Regions from separate parts of the Mus musculus genome. Here region 2 is linked to region 1. The links are chromatin contacts, called in public promoter capture Hi-C maps. All regions are on one chromosome and are shown on one strand. The core of a region is the stretch at or near the end of the contact, and the rest is flanking DNA. Distances in the headings are between cores, read along the strand shown. Region 1 holds the start of Pphln1 (periphilin 1). Region 2 overlaps Pus7l (pseudouridylate synthase 7-like).

What was found. Promoter capture Hi-C pulls out the DNA fragments that hold promoters and counts their contacts.
Region 2: a contact with region 1 is called in a promoter capture Hi-C map of 3T3-L1-derived adipocytes, with 8 times the contacts expected there. The contact joins the enhancer-like site here to the promoter of Pphln1 in region 1. A contact is called at or near these places in 14 of 39 promoter capture datasets (the 3T3-L1 cell line, 3T3-L1-derived adipocytes, the C10 cell line and 9 more), 2 of 484 Hi-C or Micro-C datasets (CD8 T cells and cerebral cortex), 1 of 115 datasets of contacts at active chromatin or transcription factors (forebrain) and 2 of 9 other capture datasets (adipose tissue and embryonic stem cells).

Annotation. Positions count from the first base shown.
Region 1 is chr15:93,396,586-93,401,574 of GRCm38.p6, forward strand. Pphln1 (periphilin 1) reads left to right here and starts at 1,765. Exons shown (of 9, transcript NM_175363.4): 1 at 1,765-1,876. Zcrb1 (zinc finger CCHC-type and RNA binding motif 1) reads right to left here and starts at 1,749. Exons shown (of 8, transcript NM_026025.3): 1 at 1,578-1,749; 2 at 585-670. The coding sequence starts at 668.
Region 2 is chr15:94,518,858-94,523,848 of GRCm38.p6, forward strand. It overlaps Pus7l (pseudouridylate synthase 7-like), which reads right to left. Exons shown (of 9, transcript NM_172437.3): 9 at 3,783-4,794. The coding sequence ends at 4,462. Among named protein-coding and RNA genes, the nearest start is that of Pus7l, 22 kb to the right of the region's middle. Within about 2 kb of position 1,549, at least 2 of the 459 cell types and tissues checked have an H3K27ac peak or open chromatin away from gene starts, as enhancers often do.

The DNA of each region.
Region 1 (4,989 bases), core at 515-3,014:
ATTATAGCTTTCTAACGGGTTCTCCATTGATTCCTTAGTTCATGTGGTACTAGGGAATCAACACAGGGTTTTGTGCACGCAAGACAAGCATCCTACCAACTATACTTCACCTCCAGCCCCCAGGTATGTTTTAAATAAGGTTATTTCTTATCATTCAGTCTAAAATCTCACCTCCAAGCCTAATTCAGTATCTCTTTTCTCTTTCGTGAGATGGGGTCTAAATTGTCCAAGCTGATCTTCCTACCTCAGCTTCCCCTGTGCTGGGGTTACAGGTGTGTGATAACTACTCTAGGCAAGTGTTCCACCACTCAAGTACAGGCGGCAGAGGAAGGCAGATCTCTGAGTTCTATGATAGCCTGTTCTACAGAGTGAGTTCTAGGCCAGTCAGGCACAGAGAAACCCTGCCTCGAAAAAACACACAAACAACAAATTCTCTTTGGGAAATTAAAACAAAATTGAAAAATTTCCCACTAAAATTTGCAGAAGATATCAACTAAAAATTTTCCCAGGGAGCAGTATTTTTGCTTAAGCTTCAGATTGTCTCTAAAGAAAGAATCCATTAGTTAGATGTACATACAACTTACCCGGTATAAATCATTGTTTGTTAGGGAGAAAGGCAAGTTGGATACATAAACTGTGCTTTTACTTGGCGCCAAGCCACCGCTCATTTCTAAAACGGAAAAAAAGGAGACATTGGGAATCTTACTCCAAGTAGAACCAAACAAGGACCATCACTGACTTAATTAGGGTAGAATTCCTCAGGCTCCATTCATTTAAAGAGATTAGAGTACCAGTGTGGGTAGGGTGTGAATTACCATATTCCTTTTCTAGCAGCGGGTGTTAAGCCTTTTAGGGCTGCGGTGCGATTGAAGAGGGGTTTTAGAGAGATGGAGAAGCCACAAGGCTATTTTTAACGCCTTCTTAGGGTAAAAGCGGAAAAGATGTTTCCCAAGGATTCGCCCACCTCCGAAAGGGACACCTGTCTACCCCGCCTCTTTTGTTCTTGTTTTTAAAAAAACTCCTGTATCTACGTCTGTATATATGGATTACTGATATAGGTAGGCCATGACGACAGAGACTCGGTTTTGTTAAGCTTGGGGTAGTTTCACATTTTGATAAAGTTCTTTAGATTTTTAAATTTCGTGCACAACCAAATCATGAAATGACACTCTATTACATGGATTACCTACTTTGAATGGGACATTAACCTGTATATTTATCAATGTGCTTAGTAATCAACGTCACTGTTAAAACTCTGCAAATTACAGGTGAAACGATCGCGTCGGTCGGCAGCAAGTGTTAAGAACCCCTATGAATGACAATGGACCCGGCACCCCGGAGGGCGCCCCGCTGGCCCAGTAGGAGGATTATTCAAAAAGCCTTAGCTAGCCAAAACCTGCTTGTCGCGTTTCCAGTTTCTCACTCTGAGAAATGCTAACCCCGGCTGGACGTTCCTGGGGCCGGAGCTGGGGTCAGGGTCGAGGCCGAGGCCGAGGCCGAGGCCGAGGCCGAGGCGGAGGCCGAGGCGGAGGCCCGGGCCGCGGCCGTCTCCTGGGCCCGGCGCCGTGGGAGCTTACCTTCGGCGCAGAGGCGAAGCGGAGAGGATGCGAGCCCGCGGCGGCTTCACCTCCGGCTGCCTTCCGCGGCGCGCAAAAGCGCGGGCGTCCGCGAACGCAGCGCGGTGCAGCGCTCCTTCCGACTCCCCCAAACCCCGACGGCCCCGGGCCGGAGGCTGGCGCGCCGGGCGACGTCACCGCGCGCGCCGGAAGTGCCTTTAGGGCGAGCGGACGTCTGGCTTCGCGGGTTTCACCGGCGGCTGAGGCGGCGGCGACAGAGGCGGCGGCGACAGAGGCGGAGGCTCAGCAGTGGGACGTAGGTGAGCGAGTGGCTCTCCGCAGAGGCGCGAGGGGCGCATGCGGCCGGCGGGCGGGCGGGCGGACGTTTCCTGCGGCGATGGAGATGTGCTTTATTCTGGACTCCTAGTGGAACCTGGAGAGGGACTCAGTGGATGCGGGAGGAAAGCGAAGTGTGGAGGAGAGTGAGACCCAGGTTCCGCTTCTCGGCAGGAGTTTAGTAAGCAAAAGGGGAGTTCTCAGCCAGGCAACTTCAGTGACGCCAGGTCAGTCAGGAAGTCTGGGTTTTTATCTTATTTTTTATTTTTTGGACCTAACCGACTCTGTAATAGGCACTTTGAGAGACGGACAAAAGAGTGCCAAAATAATCCACTTGCTGTTGAGAATGTCAGTGTGGCCGGGGAGACAAAGCCCACGTGGGGACAGTTGGAGTCACACAGTGACCCATTCTTGAGTACTGGCACGGACAGATGTTCAGCTCCATCGTCCCGTTGTTTATTACTATTTTTTCCTTTCTGAAAATATGGAATGGGTACGCACTGATTATTTTTTTGTTTTCCGAGACAGGGTTTCTCTGTGTAGCCCTGGCTGTCCTGGAACTCGCTCTGTAGACCAGGCTGGCCTCGAACTCAGAGATCCCGCCCGCCTCGCCTCCAGAGTGCAGGGATTAAAGGCGTGCACCATCACCGCCCGGCTACACTGATTATTCTTTAAGAGCTCGTCGTTTCTACAGAGAAATCCGAATGCTTATTTTGCCCGGTAGTTTAAACTTAACTTCTACCCACCAGCACGTACAGACCAGGCCTGTAACTACTCCCTGGGAACCTGCGTGTCAGCAGCCCGGAGCCCAGAGCCTGTCGTGGAGCCTGCACAATCAATCCTGACTGAAGCGGAGGGACGAAGTGCAATCCACCCAGGGCGCCGCTGAGTTTTGAGAGGCATTAATTCCTTGGCGTCCACCAAGGGACCACTGGGACTAATTCTCATGGCAAACTTGTGGCCAGCCCAAACTCCCAGGCTTCACATCCCGGTTGTGCTTGGTTATCGCCCACGATGTAAGCCCCTTTGGTCTTCTAATTGTTTGAGCCTTAACTCTCCGCGCTGTTTCGTGCTTCCTCTCGATTTGGGGGTACCACTGCTTCTCCTTCCTTAGTTCACCCTGAGCGCATCGTCTGTGCTCCTGGAATCTTATTTTGTCTGCTTAGCAAACACTTATTAGCCTTGTTTTGAAACTGTCTTGCGTTTTCTGACTCTTTAACAAAGCTGTGGCTTTTGCCTTTAAATTGAACTTTTTTTTTTTCCCCTGACATCTGGGTTTTAAGATTTGGTGTTGCTCCATCTGTATCGAATTGATTGCATTTCCTTGATTTTTTTTTTCTTTCAGTTTTTGTTCTCATTTTTCCTTTTGGTCCTATGATTTCCCTGCCTTCTACCTCTTTCTATTAATATAATCCCCATCCCCTACCCCCCATCCCCCCAAGCAGGGCCTAGAACTGGTGATTCTCTTGTTTTGCCTCAGCCCTCCTACGTTCTGATTACTGGCCTTCCTCGGGCTTAGCCCAGCTCTTATTTTTGAGTAGTCTTTCCCTAAGTTCCCAAAGTTAGGTTCTTCTAAGCCCCCTCCAGCAGGAGCCAATTGCTTCCTGATTGTGTCTTTCATCTTGAATTTAAATTAAACGCTGAGGGTGGGAGTGTTTGTTTTGCTTATCCTTGGAATGCTGCTGCTGTTTGCCGTTTTTAGAGGTTTTAGGTAGTGAGTGAGTGGGTGGCAGGATCCGGTCAGGTCATCAGCTACTTAGGAACAACAAATGGCACATGGGTAGTTTGTGTGGAGTGATTTCAATGTTGCTAGGTCATGCAGTCTATTCAAGAAATAGTTCAAATACAGCCCCCCCCCCCCCCCCGTAAATTGTCTCAAATTAAACAGAGATCTGCCTGCTTCTGTCTCTCAAGTGATTGAAGGTGTGTCCTATACCCACTCAAATACTACTAACCCCCCCCCCCCCCCATCTCAGCCTTTTGTCTGTGTAGCATCTGGCTGTCCTAGAACTCATTTTGTAGACCAGGCTGGCCTGGCCTTAAACTCAGAGATCCAACTGCCTCTGCCTCCCAGGTGTTGAGACTAAAGGTTTATATTATGCCAAACACAAGGTTTATATTTCAGATTTTTAAGTGTTTTTTCAGATAAAAGTCACACGTTGCCTATTAATTACTACTTTTAGATCTTTTAGGTGTTGGGACAGTCTGGTGATGTGTTTTTAGAGAGTAACAGCTTTGTGAACTGAGCCATGGGTATGGATGGAAATTGAAAGAGAATAGGAAGACTTTGGAGAGATCCAGGCTAGCCAGTGTGGGGCTTGAGACACAGGTAATGCTTTTTGCCTGGAATAGGTTAGGTGAGACAATTACCAGAGACTGTGGAGGGTAGAGAAGTCTGAACTTAGGATTTCTACGATTCTTGATTAAGGAAGTCACTCATCACGAATATACACTGGCAACTGCTTGATTCTTTGTATTCTGTGAGATGGAGGGTGAGGCAGGGAAAGCATGCTCATCAGATAAGATTTTAAGTTCTACCGATGTGAAGGTTTGGATTCATAAATATTAAAACACAGGTAAGTGTCTGGCATTGTCTGCTCATATAATTTTATCACATGCAATGGACAGTCAAACTTCCTCAGTATGTAGTACAATACATTGGGGATCATAAAAGAAACAATTTAAGCATGTTGTTGACATGAAAATACCTCATTGTGGATTAGTGTTTATTCTGGAGCCAAGTGGTAGTTAGTGTGGTCTGGAAACACAGATTCCAGGTACTGCAAATAATTCCATGTCCTAATACGGCAACAGTTTCATGAAGGTTTTGTTTGTTGTTTGCTTGTTGTTGGGTTTCTCTGTGTAGCCCTGGCTGGCCTGGAACTCACTCTGTAGACCAGGCTGGCCTCGAACTCAGAAATTCGCCTGCCTCTGCCTCCCAAGTGCTGGGATTAAAGGCATGCACCACCATGCCCGGCTCGTGAAGTTTTTATAGTAACAGCAAAGAAAGTCATAATTGGAGGCATTTTAAACTAAGTTGTTAGAAACATCAGGTAGCCAGGCTCATTGCAGCCAAGCTGGAGAGCTCAGCTATTGT
Region 2 (4,991 bases), core at 299-2,798, 1.1 Mb after region 1:
GCTCATAGAGGCTGAAGGAACAATGCCGGAGCCTGTGTGGGTCATCACTAGGGTCTCTGCTTATGTTATGGTTGTTAGCCTTGGTGTTTTTGTGAGATTCCTAATAGTGGAAGTGGGGCAGTCTCTGATTCGTTTGCTTGCTCTTGGGACCCTTTTCCTCCCACTAGCTTGCGTGGCCCAGCCCTGGTAAGAGTGTTTGTGCCTAGTGTTAGTGTGGCTTGTTATGCTATGTTGGGTTGACATCCTGGGGGCTCTGTTCTTTTCTGAAGGTAAACAGAGGAAGAGGGGAAGGAGGAGCAGGGAGAAATGGAGAGGGGGGAAACTGGTTTGGATGTATTTTATGAAAGAATAATTAATAATGATGATGATAATAATAATGATAATAATAATATGAACGTAATTATAATATTATAATAATAATAAAGTGAACCAGCAGATGCCAGTCATGTGTATAAACTAGAATCAGTCGACTCGCTTCTTCTTTAAGCACAATGCCCTCTGGAAGGACTAGAGAAGCTAGCTCTGAATTAGGACTAAACTTCGTCACTCAGCTTTTCCTGTGACATTTAGAATTGCCTCAGGTATCAACTCGGTTTCCTATCAGCTATAGCGATTTTAATATACCCCTGTGGAACATACTCAAATATGTGAATGACACCAGAATAATTTGGATCTTCTACTTAGATTGGCATCTCAGAAAGAATATTATTTCTCCCTCAAGACATCCACCATGTGCCTGCTCAGCAGCAGAAGACGGTATTAAGTTTGTAGACAGAGAAATTATTACCACAGAGCTTGCTCTCAGAAGGCAACACTGGGGAAAGCCAGGACCTGGTGTCCTGGCTGGTTTTATGTCAACTTGAAAGCAGCTAAAGTCATCAAAAGGAGGGAGCCTCAATTTAGGAAATGCTTCCATGAGATCCAGCTATAAGGCATTGTCTCAATTAGTGATCAAAGAGGGAGGTTCCAGCCCATTGTGGGTGGTGCCATCCTGGGCTAGTGGTTCTGGGTTCTATAAGAAAGCAGGCTGAGCAAGCCATGAGGAGCCAGCCAGTAAGCAGCACCCTCCATGAGCTCTGCATCAGCTCCTGCCTCTAGTTCCTGCCCTGTTTAACTTCCTGCCCTCAAGGCTTTTGCTGATGAACTGTTACCTGGAGCTCTGTGTGAAATAAGCCCTTTCCTCCCCAACTTGCTTTTGCAATAGTGACCTTATGTAAGACACCTAGGAAGCATGGTCAAGTTCAATTCCACACCACATCTTGTCTGATCTGAGACAGATCACTCAGATAGGCTTCTAAACTGCCCAAAGCAGGAAATATTACATTCCCAATGGGGGTTGGGATGAGTATGGATTAATATGAGAGATACTTATACAACGCTAATAAATGTTAACTGTGTCTAAAGTTACCGAGATTTCAACTTTTACAAGTTACAAAACAAACAAACAAAAACAAGGCAGTTGTGCCTTGATAAGATGCGGTGTGGCTCTCAGCTCAGCCAGCAGAGCACTTGCTTAGGGTGAGCAAGGCCGGGGGTTCACACCCCCTGACTGTGGTAATACAGCAAAACACCTCAAAGTTAAGACTGTTCACCTTCCTGGTCCTTACGCACCATTAGTCTCAAATGTAACCTTGGTAATTAAAACTAGAGCAAAGGTTATGCTTATGAAGCTATCATCAGTTGGTTCTTAAGACATAATAAGGTCCTTGGAATTAAAAAATATATTTCATACCAAATACTGTTAAATGGAACGACTTTCGGTATGCGTAACAGCTAAATAATGTTCTAGTTATGATGGATAACAAAGATATGCTTTTTGCTGGCTCCGTTTACTGTATGAGAAATATAAGCTTACAGTGCCACCTACAGGCCAAGACAGGAATATTGATGACAGCATGTTTTAAATGCTTGACAGGCTCTAAGAAATGCTATTTAAAAGAACACTAGGTTAAGTTTTATATAACTGATTTTCATATTTAATTCATAAAATATAATTTCACTGAGGGAATGAAAATATCCCTCCCCTCCCAAGTTTTGCTACTTTATAGAGTATCATTTCATTTTCAGTCATCGCTAAAATCATGAGGGCCACTTTAAAAACTAACGGTACCATAATATCCAACTTCATTTGTATTTTGAGATTGCTGAAGCAGCTGTAATGGGTTATCTCGATTGTCAATTTTAGGAGATTAGAGTCACTTGAAGACAACCACCCTCAGCACACATGTGAAGAATTATCCTGTTTAGAGGGATTGGGGCAAGAAGCCCCACCCACAACAGGCGGCGCCATTCCCAGTGCTTGGATCCTGGACTGTATAAAAAGGAGGATGTGAGTGACAAGTATCCCTGCTGTTCCCTACTTCCTGACTGTGGTGACCTGAGCCCTCAGGGATCCTGTTGCCATGACTTCTTTGCCATGACAGATTGCACCTTGGACCTGGGAGCCAGAATAAACCCTTTCACGTTTAAATTGCTTTTGTTAAGGTTTTTCCTGGCAGGAACAGAAAGGTAACAAAGATGATATGTAATATCATATGACATACCATGTAATATCCTATCATATATGGCCATTATATATATATATATATATATATATATATATAGTTATTACATTACACACATAAAATTGACATATATATGTGTGTGTGTGTATATATATGTATATATATGTATATATATATGTATATATATATATACATATAATTGAATACTCATCATCTTAATAGAATGCCATTTTCTTTTCTTCTCTTCCAAGTTGTGCCTGCAGACGTGTAACAGCAGTGGAGTTCCCGGCCTCTTCTCAACACACGGTACTTACATTAACTGATGACAGTGGTATCTGTGTTAATGTCCCCTCTGTTACTGTTGATCAGGAAGCACAGGGTCTTGAACAAACAGGAGCTGGGGCAGCTGGTCCCCAGTGGCTATGGGTTTTGTTTTTGTTTTAACATTCTTTTATAATTTTTTTTAATTGAAAGGATACTGAAAGAAATACAAATATAGCTGAGAGACTGCATTTGCTTAGCATATGCGATGCCTGGAACGGAGCTTTGTCTGCACTAAAATAAGCTTCACTGGTGAGCACGGCATGTGTCAAATATGTGTGTTGCTCCTCTAAAACATTTTCTAATGCTACTAAATGTGCATCAGCGACTATAGTAACTACGCTTGCTAACGATCTGACTCAGCTCATCTCACTTATGTTCTTTACGGGTGGACTTTGAGTTGACTTCTGATTCGCTCTCTAATATACAGAACCGGGGTCCTCGGCCTTCCTAACACTGTGACCCCTTAACACAGTTCCTCAGGCTGTGATGACCCCCCAACCATAAAGTTATTTTGTTGCTACTTCCTAATTGTAATTTTGCTACTGTTATGTATCATAAAGTAAATATCTGAAATGCAGGGTATCTGATATTTGACCCCCAAAGGGGTCATGACCCACACAGGTTGAGTTCCACCGATACAGAAGAAAATGCAGCAAAAATCACATTTTGCATTCCATAGAAAACTTTTGCTTCTTTTGGATTTTATCTCCTAGCTCTAATATTCCTTAAATGGGTATAATTTAGCATAGACATACAAAAATCTGCTGTTGCTGGTCTGCAATATTCCACACAGATTTTTAAATTTCATCACGATATATTACTGGCAATGAAATGATCATCGGGAAAAGTCTTCCTGGTAAATACGTCACCTCTCTACCTGAACTTAAATGATATCATGCTGTTAAAGATGACTTATGGTGTGGGACAATTAAAGCAAGCCAACACATTCCAAATGGACAATATGTTTTCTTTTTTGCAGCATAAAACATAGAGACAATTCGATAGTAACTCAAGAAATCGAGAATGTCTTTATTTTTCAAAGAGAATCACTACCATTTCCAATGTCGTTGGTATGTGTTAGAAATAGAACGTGGGTACCGACAGGAGTATAAAATCTGAGTTTTAGGTGGTAGAAAACAACAAACGGTTAGGAAAACAGGTAAAAAAAAAAACTAGTATAAAAATTTTAAATAAAATCTTCAGTATCTCATAAATACATTATGAGAACAGATACTGCCCTTGCACGGTGTCACACCAGCCACTTCGCGGTGGAAAGGAGGCAGTGCGGGAGAAAAGCACCGAGGTTTCGCCATCACCTCTCCAAGCAGCGCGGACGCTGTTCTCTCTCCACCTCTCAAGAGTGGCGTGGAGCAGCCCGTGCTCAGAGTGGTGCTCCAAAGACCTAGAACTTTCACGACCGGAGAAAAATCCCTGAAGCATGACCTTAGAGAGCACAGTCATATAGCTTTAAACTTAAGACACCGGTGCTTACGTTAATACATCACACCCCGACCTCTCAGGACACTGTGAAAAGTGAGGAGCGAGAACCGCGAAGCTCAAGGCAGAGCCCTTGGAACCGCGGCTACCCTTGCTTCCGAATGCCCCGCACGCGGTGACATCAGGGTGTGTGAGCTTAAATGTCGCCCTTCATCATTTCCCTCAGACAAACAGTAGCGTAACACGAAGCGTCAAGGTCGAAGGACAAGGACAGCGATGAGGCTGTATCATCGGAGTGGGGACCTTCCACTCGGGCCTCCTCGGTGGCGGGGTCAGGATGGACTAGTCGGTGTGACACGTTGCGGGGGTGTTTCACGATGTGCCTGTAGCATCCGGGTACGTTCAGCTTCAGGGCGGGCACCCTGAACCTACAGGCCTGCAGTCCGTCCCTGCTGAGGGCTTCTTGGTACCACCGCCCTACTTGGTTCTCCGGGTACTGAACGTTGTATCCAAGCACGGGCAGAACTACCTGGGAGGGGAGGGAGAAACCACGGCCTGTGGATTAGCCTTCAGAAAGATACGCGACCATATCTCTCACCTGTATGACTGGCCCCCAGCTTTGTAGAGACAGTGTCAGGCTATAAATAGGACAGCTGGCTTGTTTTGGGTGTTACCTAGGCTAGCTATAATGTTATCTGATAAAGAAAACAGCTAGCTAAAACCAAG